Linked DNA regions of Mus musculus: region 1 is linked to region 2. The links are chromatin contacts, called in public HiChIP or PLAC-seq maps. All regions are on one chromosome and are shown on one strand. The core of a region is the stretch at or near the end of the contact, and the rest is flanking DNA. Distances in the headings are between cores, read along the strand shown.

Region 1 (4,735 bases), core at 763-3,262, 640 kb before region 2:
TTCTTTATTTCTTCTGTTGGAATTCCATTTTATGTTTTATTAATGCCTTTGTAGATCGAGTTTTCCCCATATTCCTTATGTTAGACTACAGCCTTATAAAACAGTCATCTCTTTTTACATATTGAAACACATCCTGAGGAATTGGTCATAGCAGAGAAGGTCTTTTTAGCATGAAACAGGCCCAACACAAAGTTTATGCAATTGTACATCTCTGTTTCAGTCTTACTACAGTTGCAGTACCCCCTAGTGGAGTTTATCTTCAATGGCACACCAAAGAAGATTGTCCCCTTGTTATCCTGGGTAGAGTTCCACGTAGCCATCTGCTCACAAATGGGTGATGTTTTCCTTGTGATTCCTACCATGGAATTGATCTGTATGGGATTATTATGTCATTACAATTTTTCCTCCTTCTACAATGTAAGTTGAATATGTGATAGATTTTTAAAAATGCATTTTAAGGGCAATGGGGATATGACTCAGTATGTAATAGTGCTTGCTGTGTAAGCATGAGTTCAAATCCTCAGTACCCAAGCAAAAATCTGGCTGTGACTATGCACATGCCTGCAACCCCAGCTATGTGGGGGGGGGGGGGCAGAGACAGGAGGATCACTGGGACTTGCTGGTGGCCAACTTAGTCCCAGGTTCAGTAAGAGACCCAGTCTGGGGTCATAAGATGGAGAGCAATATAACAAGACACCTAACATTCTCTTCTGATCTCTGAGTGAACACAAGGCACACTTCCCAACACACACACATGCATATGCGTGCACACACACACAAAAATTCATTATGAACCTATTTCCCATTAATTCATGTATTTATTCACTCTGCATCTGAACAACACCCCCCCTCCTCTTTCCAGTTCCCCTTCATGCAGCCCTTCTCCTATTCACCCTCCCCTTCACCTCTGGGAGGGGGAGGTCCCCTTGGGTATCCCCTCACTCTGGCACATCAAGTCACTGCAGGACTAGGCACATCCTTCTCCACTGAGGCCAGACAAGGCAGCACAGTCTTCAGACAGTCAACAGAGTCAAGGTAAGCCTAGGCTTTACTTTTTGGGAGACCTCTTCAAGAAGACAAAGCTGCACATCTGCTACATATGTGTGGAGGTTGAGGAGGGTAGGTCCAGCCTGCGTATGCTCTTTGGTTGGTGGTTCAGTCTCTGAGAACCCCAAGGGTCCAGGTTAGTTGACACAGTTGGTCTTCTTGTGGAGTTTCTATCCCCTTCAGGTTCCTCAATCCTTCCCCTAACTCTTCTCTAGACTTGCCAAGCTCTGTTTAATGTTTGGCTGTGAGCCTCTGCACCTGTTTTGGTCAACTGCTGGATAGAGTGTCTCAGAGGACAGTTATGCTAGGCAAGCATAACAGAGTATCATTAATAGTGTCAGATACTAGTTCTTGCCTGTGGTATGGATCTCAAGTTGGGCTGGTTATTGGTTGCCCATTCCCTCAGTCTCTGCTCCATCTTTGTCCCTGCACATCTTATAGGCAGGACACATTTTGGGTCGAAGGTTTTATGGATGGGTTGATGTCCATATCCCTCCACTGGGAGCCTGCCTGGCTACAGGAGGTGGCCATTTCAGGTTCCATATCCCCACTGCGAGGAGTCTCAGCTAGAGCCACCCCCATAGACTCCCTGGAGCCTCCCCATCCCAGGTCTCTGGTGCATCCTAGAGATGCCCCCCCCCTCTCTTGCCTGTTGCCCACCCATCTGTTCAGTCTCTTCCTGCCCTCTCTTTCTCGCTCTCCCTATACCTTATCCCCTCACCCCTGTTCCCCTCCCCATCTCTTCTCCTACCCAGTTTCCTTCATCTATCCACCTAGGATGGGTATTTTATTTCCCCTCCTGAGTGAGATTCAAAGATCCTCTCTTGGGTCCTCCTTGTTATTTAGCTTTGAGTCTGTGAATATCCTGTACTGTATGGCTAATATCCACTTATGAGTACATACCATGCATATCCTTTCGGGTCTGAGTAGTAACCTAACTACTGATCCGTGTAGCCAAGCAACACACTACAAAGTACTGGCTGCTTCCTCTTATGATCACATGGCTGGGCTGGAAACTATGGCTGTTGCTACAGAGAAGGTGTTTTCTGATTGGGATTTCTTGTTCCCCAGTGTTAGAGTATAACCTGCTAGTATTATCCAGCTATTGCAGAACAAAGGCTTCTCTATTACAATGCTGATGCTGATGAAAGATGCTGCTTAGTTGAATTGCCAAAGATTCTAAAGTACATGATTGGTCTTCAGACTTGTACCCAAGCTACTGGAAAAGGACTGAAGGCCTATGCTTCTTTCTTATGAGGCAGTTACACACTCCGCTGCATATCCTGTCTCATGCACAGCCTGTTCTCCTGAGTGTGGTAACATCATCTGTCCTTGTGATGCCTGACTAGGCTGACGTGCTGGTCCAAAGCCTACTCAGTCATGTGACAGGGCCTTCCAAAAAAGCAACCATAAGGCCATGACTTTCAGGGTCCCTGGCCTTGGGCTCCTGGGTTGCTCTATTCTGCTCATGCAGGGACAAAGACCCCTCGGAATTCATGTCCCCCACATCTCCAGAATACCACTTTCCCACTCAAACTTATTCCTAGCACTTCTTAGATTAGTCAATACATTCCTCTGTTACAAGATTTTTTTTATTTTAATTTTTGAGAGAAGGTATCTTATGTATGGCAGGCTAGTCTCAAATTTGGTATGCAATTTAGGATGACCTTTCACTTCCATCTTACAAGTGGCGGGATTATAGGCATACACCATCACACTTGCTTTTTACATGTAGTTTTGAGGTTTGAGTTCAGGGCTCAGTGCATGATCAGTAAGTGCTCTACCAACTGAGCTGTACTTCCAGACCTCTGGTACAAACATAAGTAGGGTACTCTCACAGGCTTTCTAATAGATGGACTACTGATGAGGATTCTTCAACCCCGCATGGCACAGGTCTTCCTGTGTGACTCCCTGATTAGGGTACATCACAGGGTAAATGGCTGATCTGGGATGTAGAAGAGTCCAGTTAATTAGTAGATGTGTTGATGGCACTCTTGACCGAATTCTAGTCATTGCACATAGTATAGATCCAAGGAGCATGAAATTATTGTGCATGCATTTACTCCCTTACTGTTAAAAGCCTAACATATGGGCTATTAGGCAAAATCTCAGGAATTCTGTGTTCTAGTTTCAGCTTGTCACCATCTTCCTTTAGCCTTGGACCTTAATTTATTCATGAGCAAAAGGCCTAAATTGCCCAGTGCTGGAAATAACCCCAGTCCCTAAAGTGTTATGGAGATACTATTTTCCAGACAGGCTGAGCTGGATAGTGAGATCAGTCTCAATAAAATAAAATAAAATAAAATAAAATAAAATAAAATAAAATAAAGCCAAAATAAGAGAAAAAAAGTCCCTGAAGGTAGCACTAACATACCAAAGTGGAATACCAACTTTCTTTAAGGAAGGCATGGCAGAAAGTCCCCCTCACAGTATGTTAGCATTGACAGGGTGGCAGGAAGCAGTGATACAAGAGAAAATGGGGTGAGACACACTCCATCCATCTTTGCTCACATTTTCTGAATAGACATAATTTTGAATATATTTCTATGAATAGGCACATAGGTCTGGCATTTTTACTGTTGCCCCAATAAAAGCTGACCTATCATGGGAATAACCTTAGGGAATCAATAGACTTAGGTAGAATCTGGACCACAGATGGGCCAGATTACCAAAGGCAACTCAAGCAGTGCCTTACTGTTCTATTGCTGCGATGAAGCATCATTGAAGCATCATGACCAAGGCAATGTAAAGCATAAGGCATTTATCTGGGGAACTGCTTACATTTTCAGAGGCTTAGTCCATCCTCCACATGGCAGAAAGCTTGGTGCCATGCAGGCAGATAGGCCACCAGGCAGGAGGAGGCATGGTGCTGGAGCAGTAGCTGAGAGCTCACATCTGAGCTACAAGTTACAGGCAAAGAGAAGACAAGGCCACACATGCTAATTCTTCCCAAACGGTTCCACTAACTGCGGATCAAATATTCCAATATGAGCCTAGGGGCTCATTCTCATGCAGACTACCACATTCCTTACCAAATTTGGGGGCCAGGAAAGCAAACCAAGAGCCACTAACTTAGTGAAGTGTGCTAGCTTCATTGGAAGAAAAGGCACAATTCTCCCATAGCCCGTGCCCACCCCCCTTTGTTTTTTGATGTAGGGACTCCAGAGTCCATATTAGCCTGAAAAACACTTCATGAAACAAGCTGGCTGGATTTTACAGTGCTCTTTCTGCCTTAGCTTATGAAGTGCTGAGATTACAAGTGTGAGCCAGTAGGCCTGGTTCTCATGGCCATTTGAAACATCGCCATAACACACCTGCCTACATTTCTAAAGTAAAAGATGTAGATAGTCTAACCTAGGCACACACAGCAGGTATAGACTTTTTAATGGCTGTGGATTTAAGAAGTTAAAGCCATTTGTTGGAGGCAAACGCATGGGCTTGAAAAGTGACAGTAAACAGAGAACCCATGTGGCTGTAACAGCTGTGAGTGTAGCCTGACTTGGATGTTAGTTCAGTGACTCAAATACCACTTGAAGCCTTGCTGTTGGTTATAGGATCTTTCTGTGGTGGTAGATAATGCCTGGAAAATCCCCAAACAAAGCATATTATTGACATCATTGTCGCTCTCTTCACTTAGCAAGCACTTTTGTATTTCCAGCAAATCCCAGAATGCCTCATGAAAGTTTTT
Region 2 (4,794 bases), core at 1,967-4,466:
TCTGCTTGGTGGGAAAAGCCTCAACCCATCCAGAGAAAGTATCCACAAACACTAGGAGGTATTTGCAACCATATTTTCCTGGCTTAACTTCTGTAAAATTGACCTGCCAATATACTCCAGGCTGTTCTCTTCTAGGTCTTTTGCCCTGTTTACTCTTGGCCACGTAAGCATTCACTTGCTGGCACACCTTACACTGCTCTACTGAATCTCTGGCTAAAACCCTGAGGTCCATTATATATACATTAGATCCCTTGACTGCTTGGATGAGCATATCCCCTAAATGAGTAGTCCATCTATGCATTTGGCCAAGTAAATCTTTTGCTTGCTTTTTGGGGAGTATAGTTCTCCCTTCATGTGTGCACCATTGTCCTTCTCTAGGTAATAGCTGGTAAGGTGGCTAGCAATCTGAGGCCTTACTTCTTCCGTGTATTTGAAGTGAGGCCACCCCTTAGTCCGGTCCCATTCCCCAGCAGGTGTCTCTTGCAGGCCCATAACTGGCATAAGCTCCTGCATAGCCACTTTTCGAGCCACGTGATCTGCCTGGTTATTGCCTCAGGCCACTGAGTCTCTTCCTTTCTGATATCCTGGGCAGTGAATAATACAATTGCTGACTTCATCAGGGCATCCAAGAGAGCCAAGATTTCTTGCTTGATTTTTATTTCTTTCCCCTCTGATGTGAGCAGTCCTCTCTCTTGGTATATAGATAGCCCCGTGGACATGGGCTGTGGCAAAGGCAAACCTGCTATCCGTGTAGATGTTAATTTTCTTGCGGGCCCCAAATTCCAAGGCTTTGGTGAGGGCAATTAGCTCCGCTTTCTGCACCGATATGCTGGGGGGGGGTAAATGGTTCAACCCAGGTGCCATTTGTGCCATCTACCACAGCAGTACCCGCTCGTCTCTGACCTTCATGGAGAAAACTGCTCCTGTCTGTAAAGCAGGTAGCCTCAGCTCCCAGCAGGGGTCTGTTGGAAAGGTCTTTCCTCCATCCATGGGCTCTACTTTTGGGCCAGTTAGTTGTCAGGCAGGAAGTGTATCTGGGCCCCCATTTGGAGAGTAAGTCTCACCCCAACAGAGGGTAGGGATAGTCTGGAATGGCCATAAATGAATGGGATACCCAGCCCATCCCTAGGTCTAGTGGGCAGTCCATGAATACATTTTGGTGCCAGTGTTCTTTGGACCCAAGATCTTTTCTTGGTAATGGAGCCATCCGCTTGGAGGAGGACCGAGTGTTGAGCCCGTGTCCACCAAGAATTGAGTGGGTTTCCCCTCCACTCCCAGAGTTACCCTTGCTTTGAGGAGGGGTCCAAACCTCATCCCCCCTAGTCACTGTCTTCTCCCAGGGCTAACTAACATCTTCGCCGTCTGGGGCTACTTTTTCCAAGGCCTGGGATTTCCTACCCCTGGATTCCATTTGTTAGCTCACTCTTGAGTCCAGTGGCCCTTCTCTTTGCAATATGCACACCAGGTCTTTTCAAGGGGGTTTCTGTCTCTCTTTTGGTTGGAGTCTCTCTTCTCTGCATTCCCGGACTACTGTATCCACGATTCTCTGTAAATTCCTTTTCTGTTACCTTTCTTTTTTTTCATCTCCCTTTCATCCTCTTCCTTTCTCTTTCTCTTTCTCTTTCTCTTTCTCTTTCTCTTTCTCTTTCTCTTTCTCTCTCTGCTCCTTCTCCTCCTCTGTCTCCCTGTTACAGTAGACTTTCTCAGCAACCTGCACTAAATCCCTCAGTGATTTATCCTGCAGTTCCTCTAGCCTCTGAAGCCTTTTCCCGCTACCTCTACTAGCCTGGTCTATAAAAGCCATAGTCACAGTAGCTTTGTGCTTCTCACTGCTGGGGTCATAGGGTGTATATTGGAAGAATGCCTCCATGAGCTGCTCTAGAAAGGCTGAGAGTGACTCATCTGGTCCCTGCGTAACCTCATGTACCTTGGTCAAATTGGTGGGTCATTGTGTGGCCCCCTTGAGATCTGCCAACAAAGCCTGATGGTAGACCTTCAGGTGCCCCTTATCTTCTGCTGTATTAAAGTCCCAGCCAGGTCTAGTCAGGGGAAACCCACTGTTGATGACAGCCTGGTCAATCGATGGTGCCCCCGTGTCTGAAGGCCATTCTTTCTGGCTTCCTGTATTATCCTCTCTCACTCTTCGGTCGGTCGTGAGGATCACTCTCATGAGTTGTTGGATATCATCCCAGGTGGGCTGATAAATAAATAAAACAGTCTCAAAGAGATTAATCAGCCCCTTGGGGTTATCTAAAAGGAGGGGGATGTTGGGCCTTCCAGTTGTACAAGTTGGCAGAAGAGAGGTGCCAATATTGCATAGCCTGATTGCTCTTGTCTAGAGGTGGGAGAGCCACTGTGGTATCAGGGGAGGTAGTTCTCAGACTTTGGGTCCCCATAGCAGGACCAGTTGGGGGGGATCTCCTCCCACTCCTCCCTCTGGTAAATGGGGGTGCAATAGCACCCTTATGGACTGAGGATCCTGGGACTGGTTCTGGCACTGGTGGGGCCATGGGGGGCAAGGGTAGGGGAATATGGAGGAGAAAGGTCTTGGAGCAAAAGGTCCACTGTTGAAGGGTCTTGGAGGATCGACTTCTTCTCAGGTCCGGATCCCTCCTCCCGTGCTTCCTTTTCCCTGACAGCCAGAACCTGCCAGGTGGGTCTTAGGGAAAGACCCTTTTATCCATGGGGGTAAGGGGAGCCCTCCATGAGATTCTTCCAGGTAACTATATAGGGCACTTGGTCTGGATTCCTGAGGGATCCTGGCCTAAAGACTCTCTCCTCTACTGCTTTGATCACCTGCAAGTCCCTACGGGTGACCACCTTACTCCGAAGTTGGGCCATTCAGAGAAGCAGAGAGTAACTAACTTCTCCTACTACTGACAAGTTTTCTCCTCTTTCCCTAACTTCCCTCCAGTGGTTAACTAGGATGTTTAACCGGGTAGATTCAGTCTGTTTTATGTCCAAAAATAACGTCAGTCCAAGTCCAAGAACACAGAAAAAGACAATCAACACACAGACAGTTCGCCCCTGCCACAGGCACAGAAACCAGGTTATACAGACAGTTCTCGCCCCTGCCATGGGTGTAGAAACCAGGTTATAGCAAGACTTGGTCGGCTTCCACTAATGCTGTGTCTTGCTGCTTCCAAAAGGAGCAGAGTCATCCCAACTCCCTCCGGGGGTGGGGGTGGGGCCTGAAGCGTCCTCCAGATTCCCCAGGGTCAGAGGCACGTTTGCCTGCCGCCATTGACCGCAGCAGACCAGAGGCTTTCCAGCCAATACACTGTGCTTTCGAGCCAAAAGTGAAAGCAAAAGACAGAGAAACGGACACAGACAGACAAACGCTTATGAATAAGCGCCTGCTGTCGTGCTTGGTCTTTTTCCCTCCAATAAGTCTAGTGGGTGGTCACTAGGGGAGTCTCCTCGAATCCTGGATGAAGCTCCCAAATGTAAGACCTCCCCCCCAACCCTCGGTCAATGGTACTTACTTTGCGATGCCCCCTAGTGAGACACTGGGACACAGATCAATGCAAAAGCAAGAGGTTTATTTTCCAGGGTCAACCCTCAATCGGTCCCTTGAGGTGAGTGACAAGAAGGCGACCCTAAATGGCTATTACAAGCAGTTTTTACATCACAGAGACACAGGTTACGTCAGCAAGGTTAACTCTATCGGCTAGCAAGCATGGCCTGCATTGGAACTCTACTGGGACTTTCCCGAGGGTCCAGTGACATCAGTCAGTACATTCTGAGAATTTTTTACTCAAGAAGATTCCAGTGAGTGGAGAATGGAACTTGGCCTAGCCTTGACCGGAGGCAGGTGGGTGTAAGTCTGGCGAAAGCCCCTAGAGCCCTCCAAGAGTCTCCGTCTCCTCCCTAGCAATTGTTTATTTGGAGAGCACTGGTGACCGGCCTGGTATAGGCCTGGTATATCTTGCAGCTCTCAGCTTGGAAATTACAGTTTTTCTGGACTTGTGGTTTTTTTTTTTTTTTTTTTTTTTTTACATCCTGAGTATCATGAGTCCCCTCTTTCTCCTGCAAGGAGTTTTTCTGTTAGTATAAAAATGCTATGGGCTGGTGAGATGGCTCAGTGGGTAAGAGTACCCGACTGCTCTTCCAAAGGTCCGGAGTTCAAATCCCAGCAACCACATGGTGGCTCACAACCATCAGTAATGAGATCTGACGCCCTCTTCTGGTGTGTCTGAAGACAGCTACAGTGTACTTACATACAATAAATAAATAAATCTTTAAAAAAAAACGTTATACAAGTCGGGCAGTGGTGGCGCACACCTTTGATCCAAGCAGTTGGGAGGCAGAGACACGCAGATTTCTGAGTTCCAGGCCAGCCTGGTCTAAAGAGTGAGTTCCAGGACAGCCAGGGCTACACAGAGAAACCCTGTCTCAAAAAACGAAAAAAAAAAAAAGCTATACAACAGAATGTACATACATACATACTAACACATACATACGTGCACATATATACATCTTCCTCTAGAGAATAATGACTATTATATGCTTAAATCAGAAAAAAATTTAAAGGGCAATTAATTCATGCTTTGATATAGGCTTAGGCAAAGTACTCACCATCCATGTCATTTGTTGGAGAAAGAGAGAGATTCAGAGGAAAATTAATAGGTGGGTCTGACGTGTATTGCAGCTCCCCTTCTATGTGGCTTTTTTTGAAAAGGCTGTTAGGAATAAAAAATAAAGTAGGGCAGATAACTCCTTTGTCCCTTGAAAACACTGCTGGCCTAGATTTCCCCAGAGTTTGTGTGTGTGTTCTATTTTAGGTTGTATTGA

What was found. HiChIP or PLAC-seq counts read pairs in DNA pulled down with a chosen protein or histone mark.
Region 1: an H3K27ac HiChIP or PLAC-seq map of large pre-B cells shows a contact between it and region 2, with 5 times the contacts expected there. The contact joins two enhancer-like sites. A contact is called at or near these places in 1 of 484 Hi-C or Micro-C datasets (embryonic stem cells) and 1 of 115 datasets of contacts at active chromatin or transcription factors (large pre-B cells).

What each region holds. Positions count from the first base shown.
Region 1 is chrX:160,148,853-160,153,587 of GRCm38.p6, reverse strand. No RefSeq gene overlaps it. Among named protein-coding and RNA genes, the nearest start is that of Pdha1, 13 kb to the right of the region's middle. Within about 2 kb of position 2,012, at least 3 of the 459 cell types and tissues checked have an H3K27ac peak or open chromatin away from gene starts, as enhancers often do.
Region 2 is chrX:159,509,238-159,514,031 of GRCm38.p6, reverse strand. All of the region lies in intron 1 of Gm39546 (a long non-coding RNA gene), which reads left to right. Among named protein-coding and RNA genes, the nearest start is that of Gm39546, 4.9 kb to the left of the region's middle. Within about 2 kb of position 3,216, at least 79 of the 459 cell types and tissues checked have an H3K27ac peak or open chromatin away from gene starts, as enhancers often do.